Regions from separate parts of the Zea mays genome. Here all the other regions are linked to region 1. Evidence: chromatin contacts called from public Hi-C data. All regions are on one chromosome and are shown on one strand. Each heading gives the region's core, a stretch centred on a gene start, on an enhancer-like site or on the middle of the called end of the contact. The rest is flanking DNA. Distances are from core to core; before and after follow the strand shown.

Region 1 (4,312 bases), core at 1,241-3,740:
CCGGGTCTTAGCCCGAGTCCGAGCCCTGGGGTCGGGCGGAGCGGAGTTCGCCGTCTTCCGGGTCTTAGCCCGAGTCCGAGCCCTGGGGTCGGGCGGAGCAGAGTTCGCCGTCTTCCGGGTCTTAGCCCGAGTCCGAGCCCTGGGGTCGGGCGGAGCGGAGTTCGCCGTCTTCCGGGTCTTAGCCCGAGTCCGAGCCCTGGGGTCGGGCGGAGCGGAGTTCGCCGTCTTCCGGGTCTTAGCCCGAGTCCGAGCCCTGGGGTCGGGCGGAGCGGAGTTCGCCGTGGCGCCTTTGGCAAGGCCTGATTGCCTGTCAGACTCACTCTGTCGAGTGGCACTGCAGTCGGAGTGGCGCAGGCGGCGCTGTCCTTCTGTCAGACTGGCCAGTGGAGCGGTGGAGTGACGGCGGTCACCTCGGCTCTGCCGGGGGCGCGTGTCAGGATAGAGGTGTCAGGCCACCTTTGCGTTAAATGCCCCTGCAATTTGGTCAGTCGGTGTGGTGATTTAGTCAAGGTTGCTTCTGAGCGAAGCCAAGGCCTTGGGCGAGCCGGTGATGTGTCCGCCATAAAAAGGGGGCCTCGGGCGAGACGGAAGTCTCTCGAGGTCGGCTGCCTTTGGCCGAGGCTAGGCTCGGGTGAAGCGTGATCGAGTCACTCGTGTGGACTGATCCCTGACTTAATCGTGCCCATCAGGCCTTTGCAGCTTTATGCTGATGGGGGTTACCAGCTGAGAATTAGGCGCCTTGAGGGTACCCCTAATTATGGTCCCCGACAACGACTATCTAGCCTACTAACCTGGTCAATTATCAACATTTAAGCACCTTTTGACCGGTAAAACAAAAACCTATTGTTATACCTTTGCCTTGAGCATTCAATTCCATCTCCTGAAATGATGAACAATGTGCATCCATAAGTGTAGCCAACCATGATACCTTTTACCATTTGTCCATAGCATGAAGTTCCTCCACCATCATCATCAAACCACTTGATCAATAGCCCAGATCAACACATGGCTTGATAATTCTATAATGATATGATCCACTCCATGTATCACATGGCCTTCTTAGTTCATCAATATCATCATAGCTTTCTCTTCACCGTTGCTTTATGTCCATCGGTGCTAAGTCCTTGATCTTGCTTCACCGCCACGCAGTCCCTCACACATGAGCCTTTGACTTTCCCTTCACACTAGCCACTTGGTCCATCGAAGCCAAGTCATATCTCTTGATCTTCTCCATATAGCCACATGACACCATGTCATGTCTTCATATGCGATGAGCTCCTTTATCACACTAGTTGAGCATCTCAATATCACCAAGCCACATCACCACCATGGCTTAAATAACTCACACTAGTGTACCTGTGGACTAATCACCTATGTATCTCAACATAAACACATATTAGTCCATATAAGTTGTCAATCAATTACCAAAACCAAACAGAGTCTCACACCGTGCCGAGCCGACCCATTAGTTCATTTGGGCTATTTGGTTAAATCAGCATAAAATGTTAAAAAAAAGTGGTGCAGAAAGTGGGTTCAAACCCACGCCCTGATGGAAGAAGGACGAGAGACACTGGTTGAAGCCGTGTAACCAACAGAACATCATGCTCAGATATTTTTATTATTGAATATAAATTGTACATATGTATATATGATTTTTTGTAAAAAAAATAATCGTGCTAGGCCGAACTAGCACTACGGCACGAGGCTACGTCCCAAGCACGGCACTATGCTCGTGTTGTATCAAGACATATTGGATGGAGTAAACAACAACATCAGTTAGTCAAATAAAAAATATTATGCGGAGAGCGGAGACAATTAAAAAATCTCGGGATCTTTTTGGTGGATAATTTACGTGGGTATTGTTGTGAGCCATCGCAACGCACAGACAACTGACTAGTATTTATTAAAACCACACTTCATTCCACACTTTCATGTACTTGATAAAGAACACAAAGCTAAAGATAATGCTAGTTAAATGTTTTTTTGTAGCTTTAAATTAGAGTATGTGATGAAATTTTACTTTTGTTGTGAACATTAGATAATGAACTGAACTTACGAACTTTGTATAGAGCTGACTATACTCTTTTTCCTTCTAACAAAATGATTTGTAAACTTCGTAATCATTGCATAGTTTTGGTAACTTAATACAAATATTATACTAAGTTTGCTTTTGGTCAAAAAATTTTATCTTATTTTTTATTTGTTTTGAATTTCAGCCCATGATGTAAATTTTGGGCCAAAAACTGAATTTCGGTCTAAAAATTGAATTTTGGGTTATGATGTGAATTTCAGGCTTTTATAATTTTGGTTCGCTCGAAATAAATTCAACACGTTTAAATATTTACGTACAGACCGTGAGCTGAGGACTAGGCTAGTGGGTCGACTCGGTACGACCTGAAATTCAAAAAAAAGACCTGCGGGCTTGGGCCGGGCGGGACGGCCCGAATGTACCTCCGGATACAGACGTGTCATCCACCCACCCATTTGCTTCCCCTCTGCAGCTCTGCTCTGTTTGCTTACTCTTCCCTTCCATGGCGGCATACGCCGGAACCCTAGTTCCACCCTTCCTCACCGTCCGCCTCGCGGTCTCCCACCTCAGATCCATTACCCCGGGGTCCTACTCCCTGAGCCACTGTCTCCCCCGCCTCGCGGTCGCCCGTGCGGCCTCCCGCGGAAACGGAGACGGCGACGGCGGGCCTCCAGCGGAGGGGGAGAAGGAGCGCCGGCGCTCGTCACTCCCAGCGCTGTCGGAGATCCGGTGGGGGGAGCTGCTATCCCCGGACCCCACCAACGCCGTGGCTGTGGTGCTCACGGGCGCGCTCGTATGGGCTGGCGCCTCACTGCTGCTGCAGCTCGCGCTCATCTCCGCGGCAATCTTTGCCGCCGCTGTCAAGTACTCGTTTGTCGCCGCGCTCCTGTTATTCGTCCTTATCGCGCTGCTGTGATCGATCCGCCTTAAGGTGCCCCGTTTCCCCTTCTTAAATTTGCACTTGTTTTTCTGTATATATATATTTCTCACACCTGTCTTACGGCTTCTTAACGTATATGTACTCTTAGAATTTTCGTCATTATCACAGGAAAAAAGCTGTAAATTCGCACGAAGCATTCGGATGGAAGATCAGGTAGAGGAAAAAACAGAGGATTTCAAATGTTTCCATTTTTGTATGGAGCAGTAGAAAATATTTGTCTGCCAGTGCCAACTGCCAAGTGCTTAAAATTTTTCTGCACACTGAGATATTTGGATTGCAAATTAGTCTCAGCAAACAGGGGATACCTAAGAAGAACAACCAGAATAAAGTGCTGTTCAATTCAAATGTTTATTCAATATACAAACGTGCTATCTGAAACCAGAATGATGAAAATATCAATACATGGGTGTCTTACAGACAAACACACCAAATAACATCAACACCAGTTATTCCAGAATGACTATATTGTAGATTAGAAACTCTCATTTGTGTTGTAATGCATCAAATATGAAGACCTAGAAAAGACCAACGACAACGACGATGAAGCTTTTTCTGGTATCAACCTAGCCAATGGAGATGAAACCAGAAAAGACCAATCTGTTGTTTATAAATTCATTGTGCTCATTTTCCTGGCAGTAAAAAATGAGCTTGTCAGTTACCTGTACCATTAGCATCTTCTACTTTTCTAATGAAAGTATGACCTTTATTTGCAATCAAATGGAGAGTGTGATCTGCCCCTTGTAAAATTTGCAATCAATGAAGAGTATGATCTGCCCCTTATAAATGTGGAGTTTGTTTTGGTAGGTACTACCTTTTGAAGTTGGGTGGTTTTCAATAAAGCCTGAATTTAGGATTCAGTTTTGTAATTTATATCTTCCTCCTTATTGCAGGTTTAAAATTTTAATTTGTAGTTCATGATAGCTATGCATGGACACAATAATATGTAAGACTAAGTAATGACCATTTGCCAAGGGAATACTGCAAACTGTCTATCTAAGTATCTATTGTTACCTTCTGTTGGAGAACTTCGTTTGCTGCTTTCAGGATGCATTCCTGTATACATAAAAAATATTACCTGACATTGAAAGCTCGGGATTTTTTTCTCGAAAGCGCAAGAGAGCTGCGCGAAAATATATTAAGAAGGAGATAAAGGTCCAAAAGGACCCCAAGATACCAAAATAAAGCTCGGGATTTTGAAATTGCCTTTTAATAATTTAATGTAGTTAACATATTTCCTGCCTAAATCTGTTTTTTAAATTTGTGCCTGCAGTTTATGCTATTATGTAAGTTGAGAATTTCATTTCCGAGAAATATTGCAAAATACCTTCTGTTGAAGAATTTTA
Region 2 (4,154 bases), core at 1,128-3,627, 370 kb after region 1:
TCATCACTTGATGAATCAAATGACGACGAACCAAAATCACAGCTATTACCCAAAAGTGGCATTCCCTGAGCAGACTTCTTCGAATGTGCCCATTTCATTGAACCAAATGATTTCTTCTTCTTGTGCATTGTCTGGCTCCCACATATTAGGCTGCTACCTTTTCTTCGAAGTATAGCGGATAGTGAAGGAGAATAATTACTTCCTTCAGATCCTTGATGTTTTCTCCTCTTTGATACATAGCAAGGGACATGCGACCTCTGACTTCTCAGAACTGCTGATTGGTTAGACTCATCACCATCAAGAGAAGTAGCAGTCCTAGCATCCCAAGAACCAACAGTGCTGGTGTTCCTTCTTACATGCCTGTAATAGGAGCTAGTAGAAACCGGTGTGCAAGAAAAGGAAGATCCCTCTCTTCTACCTATTTTCAGTAGTTTTGAAGGATTTGAAGAGCTGACACAACCACATGCAGCAAATAGCGGAGATGCAGGATGAGATAAGTAGCCTCTTCGAAGTATCTCCAGAGCCTCTGAGTTGCAGTTCTCAGTATCCTCAGATGGCTCACCAGAGTTAACCTGAAGATCTGACAACTTCGGTATAGCTTGGTTTCTGACTGCTCCTTTCTTGGACAAAACACCATTTCTCCTTCTAGCTATTCTTTTGACAGGAGTACATGATGTTGAACTCTGAACATTGTAGATGCTGGCTGGAGGATCCAGATATGCATCACCTTTGGACTTTACCCCATTAGACTTGCATGGACTGTCCAGGCTTAGATCACCAGATGGTTGCTTGACATCCTCATCTATCTTCATTCCGCTTTCACTAGATTTATAAGAATTCTGCCTCCAATTGTAGAGATAAACCTTTCTTCTTTTCTTATCAGTGTTTGGAGGTGCACAAGGTGACTCATTGTGCTTTGGTGCTAAATTACTAGAAATACCACCGTTGTATGTAATCCTTGAAGTTGCCACCAGTGACCTAGAACTCAAAGGTGATCTCCATGTTGAGCAAGTGTCAGGGTCCTGCAAGCAGCGCGCCTTTTGCAAAGCAGTAAGTTCCTTCCTCAAGTGAAGCTCACTTGGGCCAACACACGCTCCAAACATAGTCCCCATCTCCAGTCTGGAAAGACACTGACTTGTCTGACAGAGAGCAAAACAGTAAATATTAAGTGACATCACCATGCTGGAAAATAACTGAGATATGTTCACTGCAAACAATTTTAAAGTGTTCTACAATTTAAAGTAGGTGCAGATTACAAAGATGCATAGCTGATACATCTTATCTTAAGAACGTGAAAATTCAGTATAAAGCAGTGAACACAATTTCAGCTTCCGAAGCAGCATGCTCAATCTGCAACTTGGGAAGGAATGCATATCAAGAACAGGAAGGCGCACATGATTGGGGAGGGACAAAGAAACTACAGTCTAGTACCAAGAGGAAACAACTAGATTGAAAAATTATCTGTCCTAATTCATTCTACAAAATGTATAACACTGTTCTAACCATCTATAGGTAGATTGCTGAGTCAGACCTTGTTCAGTTATTCCCCATTTCACCTTACCGAAGGTTATTTACATTATGTTACAATAAGTTCTCAGGTAATATAGAGAAAATATTTTGGGTCTTTTAAGAAGAAATTATAAAAAAATGGCGAAAGAAATATCATACCAGTATGCCATTTTATCTGATGCTAAATTGAATGGTCATCATCATTTCAAAAGCATAGAAAGCACTGAAAACCCAAATAAAAGAGCGATATGTGTGTGATATGCTGATGGGTATCCGTGGTAAATAAAAATCATAACCAAAGATCATGAAAAAATGCTACGGGCAAAACATGAAACCGAAGTGGTTGCAACCAGATTTTTTTGGGATGGATTTGATGCAAAAGAGAGAAGAAATGATTTCGTATATAGTTTATTCCACAATCTGGAAAGGGAAGGAGAAAATCAATACGCAGATTCTAGGAAGAAAGAAAAACGACACCAGGAAGAGAGACGGGATGAAATGAATGTTGGATGAAAGGGAATCTGAAATACTTTTTGAGAAATGGCCGACGAACGCAGTGCAGCCGCTAACCATGCAAGAATCAATCCCAGGAACCACCAGGAGCTGGAGCACAAAGCACTACAGCAGCATTCCGCCACCAAGATCCAAAACGTGCTTCGAAGAAAAAAAAAAGGAAGAAGGACTCACCGGCAATCACGGAGGCCGCCAGGTGGGATCGACCAACCTGCAGCGCGCACGGGAAAGAGGGAGCACGAGCAGTTCGGACTGGTCCTAGTCCTAGAAAGGCATCAAGGCGTCGAAAAAGGAGGCGCCTTTGGAGGTGGAACCTACATCCATCGCCATCGGGCAGTGAATGTCGGAGGAGACGGAGATTCGAAGTAGCACGCGGGCGGATTTTAAAATCTTCCTCACCACCCCTGCTGTCACAGCTCGCGGTGTTCCCTCTGCACCACAGTACATTTTGTCGGCTGACACAGAATAAAATGCAGCAGAAATTAATCTCTATTTCAAACAATTGTGGGGATGTTCCTAAAACATTCATATGTCAAATCGAATATTTTTAATATAGATATAAATCATGTTACAAGAATAAAATTTTGTATAATTTTTGTGTGCATTATTTTCTCACTATAATAAAAAAAAGTACAAAAACATCTGAATTTGTATTCATATCTATATCCAAATTTTATATCAATTATTTAAAAAAATATAGAACAAATTTAAAGATTACTCTCTATGAATATTAATAGGCTCAAAGCTAAAAACAACTAAAACAAGAATATAAATTTATATAGCAAATTCTATATGTTATTTGTTTAGAGTCCAACAAAAAAGACAAAAAAATAATATCGAAATAAGTATCCGGATCCATCCCTGCTTATTTGGTATAAGTTATGGAGTTAGGTTCAAAAATATTAGTTGCGGTGTGAGTTTGAATGAAATGTGAGAGCTTTACTAGTAAGAGAGTTAGTGTTAGACTTGTTGCAAAGAAAAAATTAAAGATTGACATAATCAAGATGCCATAGCCAAAGCCCAAAAAAATCTAATTGCCAAGCTAAATAATTATGCTACAAATCATTGCCAAAAACAAATGCTATGAATTCCAATAACCAGGTCGACTATTTTGAGCAGCTTGCAAGTCATTTCACAAGGCCTTTCACCAATGAACAAATGGAAGCAATTATGGAGCTGGCAAACTAGGGAAAAGAGAAGGAAGGGACCAAGAAGAAGGGTAGCAAGGTGGTACCGTTCAAGGTTGCTATGGGGAACTGAGTCATTTTTTAATATTTTGGTGGGTTTAGTGCGTTTGTCTGTGGGTCGTCCAGTTTGTAATGAGGACTGCATTGTTTGGCAGTTTGGCGTCTGGGTAGTGGATCCCAATTCCTTGGCTACCACTGCATGTGTATCCGTCTGTTTTCAGTTTGGTTGTAAGGTGTGTGTTGTTCCTTTCTAGAACAATGATGCATGTTGTCTATGGAAGGATGGTCCGAACCTGTGTTCGTTTTACTGTCTTCCTATTGTGACATTTTTTTAAGTAGAGGAGCCCCTTTTGGTTAATGAGTACCAACTGCACTATTCTCTCTTGGAACATAAGGGGGTTGAATGACCCAGCTAAACGGGAAAATGTGAAGCAACCAATCCTCTCATCAGGAGCAACCATCGTTTGTCTCTAGGAGACAAAGATAATAAACTGGAATAACAACTTGCTAAGGGAAACTGTGGGCTGCAAGCTAGCATCTTAGACTGTCCATTTGCCATCTCTCGGATCCTCGGGTGGAATCCTAATTGCCTATGTGCCGATTATTTTGACATAAATATTATCTCTTATGCATCAGCTTGTTCAATATCTGTTCAAATCAGTTCCCGCTTGGAGGACGCGGAGTGGGACCTCATATGAGTATATGGCCCTCCACATGAAAATGAGAAAATAGCTTTCATTGCTAAGCTATGGAATATCCGTAATATGATGAACTCTGAAGGATGATTCTAGGTGACTTCAATATGATAAGGAGAGCGAGGGAGAAAAACAAAGGGTCAATCAATAGAAGAGTAATGAGATGGCTCAACTCCATAATTGACTCTCTACAGCTGCTAGAGCTTGATCTCAACGGAAAAAAATCACCTGGATAAATGAACAAGATGAT
Region 3 (4,344 bases), core at 51-2,550, 480 kb before region 1:
TAAGGTATTCTTTATGTATATAACTGACCATTGTAGAGACCTTGCATAGCAATATAAACTGGTTCAGGTTAAGAAATGTACCTGTATCATTGCTCCAGGTAGATCATTTGTCCAATGAAGTCCAAGACAGCTCATTATCAAATCCTGTGAGCTTCAGAACCCATGAACCACATTAATGAGTAAATGTTGCAAGATCTGTCTGTGTGTCTATGATTATGCTTGTGACACGACAACTGACTCACTCATACATGAGAATAAAAACCATGTAAGCATGAAGCAATTTTTCTCATGTATCATGTATGCTTTGATCTATAAGAAAGGTAGGAAGAGAGAAGTTGAAAGCCCAACTGCTGAATGAAAGAATACTTTTCTTTTTCCACATGACAGTGGGAAAGATAAACATCTGCGCTTTTTTTCATATTCAATTTTTTAGATCAAACTCACCAAAGGCTCAGCGTGGCTTTATTAAAAAGCTAAGTCGAGGTCAATCAACTACACAAATCACCTGTGTAGAGCTGGCAGTTGATTGGCAGGTACAGTGCAATCTCAGCAAAGTAGTTGTGGGTTTTGTACATTTTGATATCATGCATACAATACAATACAATACAATACATGAATTTGAAACCAACCAAGAAAGTGAAATCACCTCTCTTTGATTGGAAGAAACTCCTCATCGCCGATAACAAAGTGGGTCTCAGGCCCATCACCAGTGGCATTCTCTGACTCTCGCCACTTCTTCACCATATCGGCTGACATGTCCATCATGATCAGCCTCTCAATCCCACCTGCGACGGAGGCATTCAGTGCATTTCTGTGCAAAATTGGTGGAAACTTGATGGCGGCAAGGCTCTATCTGGAGTACAGTACCGACTAAAGAAAGAAGACTAGAGGAGCAGGATGCAAGGTGGCTCACCGCGGCCACGGAGCAAGCGGCGGACGGCGCCGGCGGAGCCCCCAAGGCAGAGTGCGGAGGGGAAGGCTTTCCTGCAGTCCTCGAGGCGGTCTAGGAGATTCTCAGCGACCGCATCCACGAGCCCATCGGTCTCACGCATCACCCACGCCGCGCGGTCCCGGTGCCGGCGCTTCAGGTCGCGGTCGAAGATCTTGACGCGGCCACCGCCGTCGTCGAGGCCGTCGGGAGCGGATGAGGAAGAGAAGTGGCGTTTGGGGAGAAGGTTCCCATGGCGGTGGCGGAGGAGGAGAAGGCGGCGAGCGGCGGCCGAGGATGCCATCGAGAGTAAGGGAGCACCGGCGATGGAGAAGACGGTGACGCGATTGCTAGGACCGTTGAGAGAAATTTGTGATTTTGCCACTCTCAATTTTGGTTGTCTGTTATTATGCCATCCCGTGTCTATGACTAGTGGGACCATCTGTGTCTATGATTTGTGGCCCGATGGCATACTAGCGAAGCCCATAAATGATAATGGCAATATTGCCAATGGCTCGACCGTTGAGGGCCTCGTTATTGGCCTTTTTCTTGAGCACAAAGTTTTAACTGGGCTACTTTGTTGTTTTTACTTTTTTTTCTTGTTTCTAATTTCGTTTCTGAAAAGATGAGCAAAATATTTAGCTATTATACATTTTCTTCCTATTTTCTATAATTAAAAAGTAAAAACAGAAGAAATGAGGCAAGGATAGATAACATGTCTAGTGTAAAAAGAATTAGAATACTAACATCAAATTATGTTCATCAAATCCACCTATAATTGAGTGCAATCACATTCTCTTTAAAAGTTCTTTTTACGCTAGATAACATATCTAGTGTAAAAAGAATTAGACTATTTTTAAAAGTATCTCTATATTTTCGGTAGACAAGATTTGATATGTTTGTATCATAATACTTTTTACACTAGATACTAGTAATGTCTGTATGTCGCTACGGTTTCTATATATCACATTTCAAATATGTACCTTGTTTAAATAGAATAGTTGTTCAAACACATTTCAAATCTTTACAATAATTTATGCTCTATTTAAATTGATTGTTGTGGATGACCTGAACACGTCTACCATATAACCTACATAAATGCATTCATATGCCGAGTGAGAAACCATGTCCCGTGAGGTGGCTCGGGTGGTACCAAACCCTAGTTGTTGTCACCGCCCCTTCCTTCTCCCCTTCGCCTTGCTGCCACTAGAGTAAGCACTCGAAAGTTCTGAGCGTCTTGCGAGGATGGTGGTGATGGTTTCCTCCTCGTGTGGTCTAGCACAGTTTAGCTCGGACCCTTGTCCATCGGCTCATGTCGGTCCGATCGATCAATGTATAGTACCTGGGCCTTAGGTGTGCACAACTGGTTAGGCTCAGTATGTTTTGATTTTATTTTTTCCCATTTTTATAAAAAATATCTTATGCTTGAGTATAGAGTATAAAACATAAAAACATATATTTTTTTTGGCTAAGTGGGTGTGAGTGTGTGTTTTAGAGTCAACAACCATGGTTAAACCACCACTTGTGCTTAATTTTTGCATACTATTTAAGTGGAGAGGGGAGTAGGGAGATTTACATGGTAATTTCTAGGACATGTATTAATGACTTTGCCAAGGGAGCACACAAAATTTTTAGATGGAAGGTAGGGAAAATTGATGCAGCCATATATATAACGACGATGATGATTTTTTTCTCAAACGCATAGGAGAGCTGGACCCTATTATATATTAAGCAGAGAGAGAAAAGGTATATAGAAGACCATGTACAAGATCCTCCTTACGAAGGCTAGTAGCAAGTATAAAGAAAAAACCATCTGAAAACTATAAAACAACCACACCAACCCTAAGACTCGGCTAAAGGGGCAGCCAAATAGGAGAGACCTTTTGCTCCAGCAATTTCACACCATCTTCTCTCCTCATCTGCAGACCATAGGATCAAAGATAAACTAGGAGTCCACCTATCGAAGATACATTCATTTCGATGATTCTATATTATCCAAGCACCCAATATGATGAGGGAGTTGAGGCCTCTTTTAATAAGGCCATTGACTGCTCCTGACAACTCTTCCCACCATCTTAAGAAGGAGGAATCAACCAATTGAGGGGCTAAAGAATGTATCCCGAACTTTCTCAATAGATAATACCAGAATTCTCATGCAAAGGCATAGGACACAAGAAGGTGGTCCATGGTTTCATCAAATTGCTCACGTAAGGGGCATTTCTCTGGGTGATTCATACCTCGTTTTGCTAATATATCGGCTATCCAGTGTCTTTTTTGAGCAACCAGCCATATGAAGAAACGACACTTTGGTGGGGCCCATGTTTTCCACACTCTTTTGTAATGTCCAAAAGAACTTGATCCTATAATTTTGCATTTGTATTCAAATTCATGAGACAAGTTTAAGTTTGAAAATTAGAATTTGAAAATGGAAATAGAAAAGAAAAGAGAAGAAAAGATAAAGAGAAAGGAAAACCAAAATATAAAAGCAATTATATAATAAAAACAACTATGCCTTCATACTGATATTTCTTTTTGATTGTGCACTTGATCTCTTTATGAAACTCACAAAAGAATTTGAATTTGAATAATAGGATTTGAAATGCATTCAAATTGGGTTTGAAAAGAAATAAAAATAAAAGAAAAGGGTGACTTCAACACAGTCCCTGGGCCAAAACCTAGTTCCTCGGCCCAGCACCCTCACCCGTGTGGCCCAACTTGGGGGCGGCTCGGCTGACAGCCTAGCCCCACTGGGCAGTGGCGGTCGTGCGTTCCTGGCTGCCTCTGCTGATGTTGGGGCCCCGCTTGTCAGCCATTGAGTTCCTCCCAAGGCGTCGGGATCTGTGCACGTGCTCTCCATGCGGATTTCACACCAACCGACCGGTGGGCCCTCCTCCGTTCATGTTCATCTTCCTAGCAGTAACAAACCTGGTGGGATTCGACCGCGCGATGTGGAGGATCTTGAAGCTCATGCGTAGTCGGGTGTCCAGGGGAGTCCAACCAGGGCGGACTATAAAACCACGCATCCAATTCCCCTCCTCTCCTCCTTCATAGCCCCAACCTTCGCTACTGGCGTCGTGCAAGAACATCAAGCTGTTGTGGGTGGAAGAGGTCACCGCTCGCCACTCTGCCTTACCATTGTTTCGACCTGGGGTCTGGCTCTCGGGACGTCGACAGTAGACAGTGGGTGCGCATTCGAGACTCACTCACGCTCGGTGCAGTCTCGCATCGCTAGAATTGATCATTGGAGCAGGGTCGGCGCCGCCATCCGCCCCACACCGTGGACGTAGGAGGCCGCAGCACTAGCACCGGTAGTGATTCCCCTATAACATTCACCATCGTTCGAACTACGAGTATTTCTCTTCGGATTAGTCTTGGTGTCCCAGAGCGGGTGAGGATGATACACCAGCGTGACTCGC

Evidence for each region. Hi-C and Micro-C count contacts between places; a contact is called where the count stands out from the background.
Region 2: a contact with region 1 is called in a Hi-C map of tassel, with 4 times the contacts expected there. The contact joins the promoter of LOC100280194 here to the promoter of LOC100274788 in region 1. A contact is called at or near these places in 2 of 25 Hi-C or Micro-C datasets (ear and tassel).
Region 3: a contact with region 1 is called in a Hi-C map of ear, with 5 times the contacts expected there. The contact joins the promoter of LOC100276173 here to the promoter of LOC100274788 in region 1. A contact is called at or near these places in 2 of 25 Hi-C or Micro-C datasets (ear and tassel).

The regions. Positions count from the first base shown.
Region 1 is chr10:31,129,252-31,133,563 of Zm-B73-REFERENCE-NAM-5.0, forward strand. LOC100274788 reads left to right here and starts at 2,491. Exons shown (of 2, transcript NM_001149070.1): 1 at 2,491-2,960; 2 at 3,078-3,984. The coding sequence starts at 2,532. The coding sequence ends at 2,945.
Region 2 is chr10:31,496,067-31,500,220 of Zm-B73-REFERENCE-NAM-5.0, forward strand. It overlaps LOC100280194, which reads right to left and starts at 2,378. Exons shown (of 7, transcript NM_001361028.1): 1 at 2,197-2,378; 2 at 1-1,139. The coding sequence starts at 1,112.
Region 3 is chr10:30,653,510-30,657,853 of Zm-B73-REFERENCE-NAM-5.0, forward strand. It overlaps LOC100276173, which reads right to left and starts at 1,301. Exons shown (of 10, transcript NM_001150023.2): 1 at 914-1,301; 2 at 647-785; 3 at 82-151. The coding sequence starts at 1,232.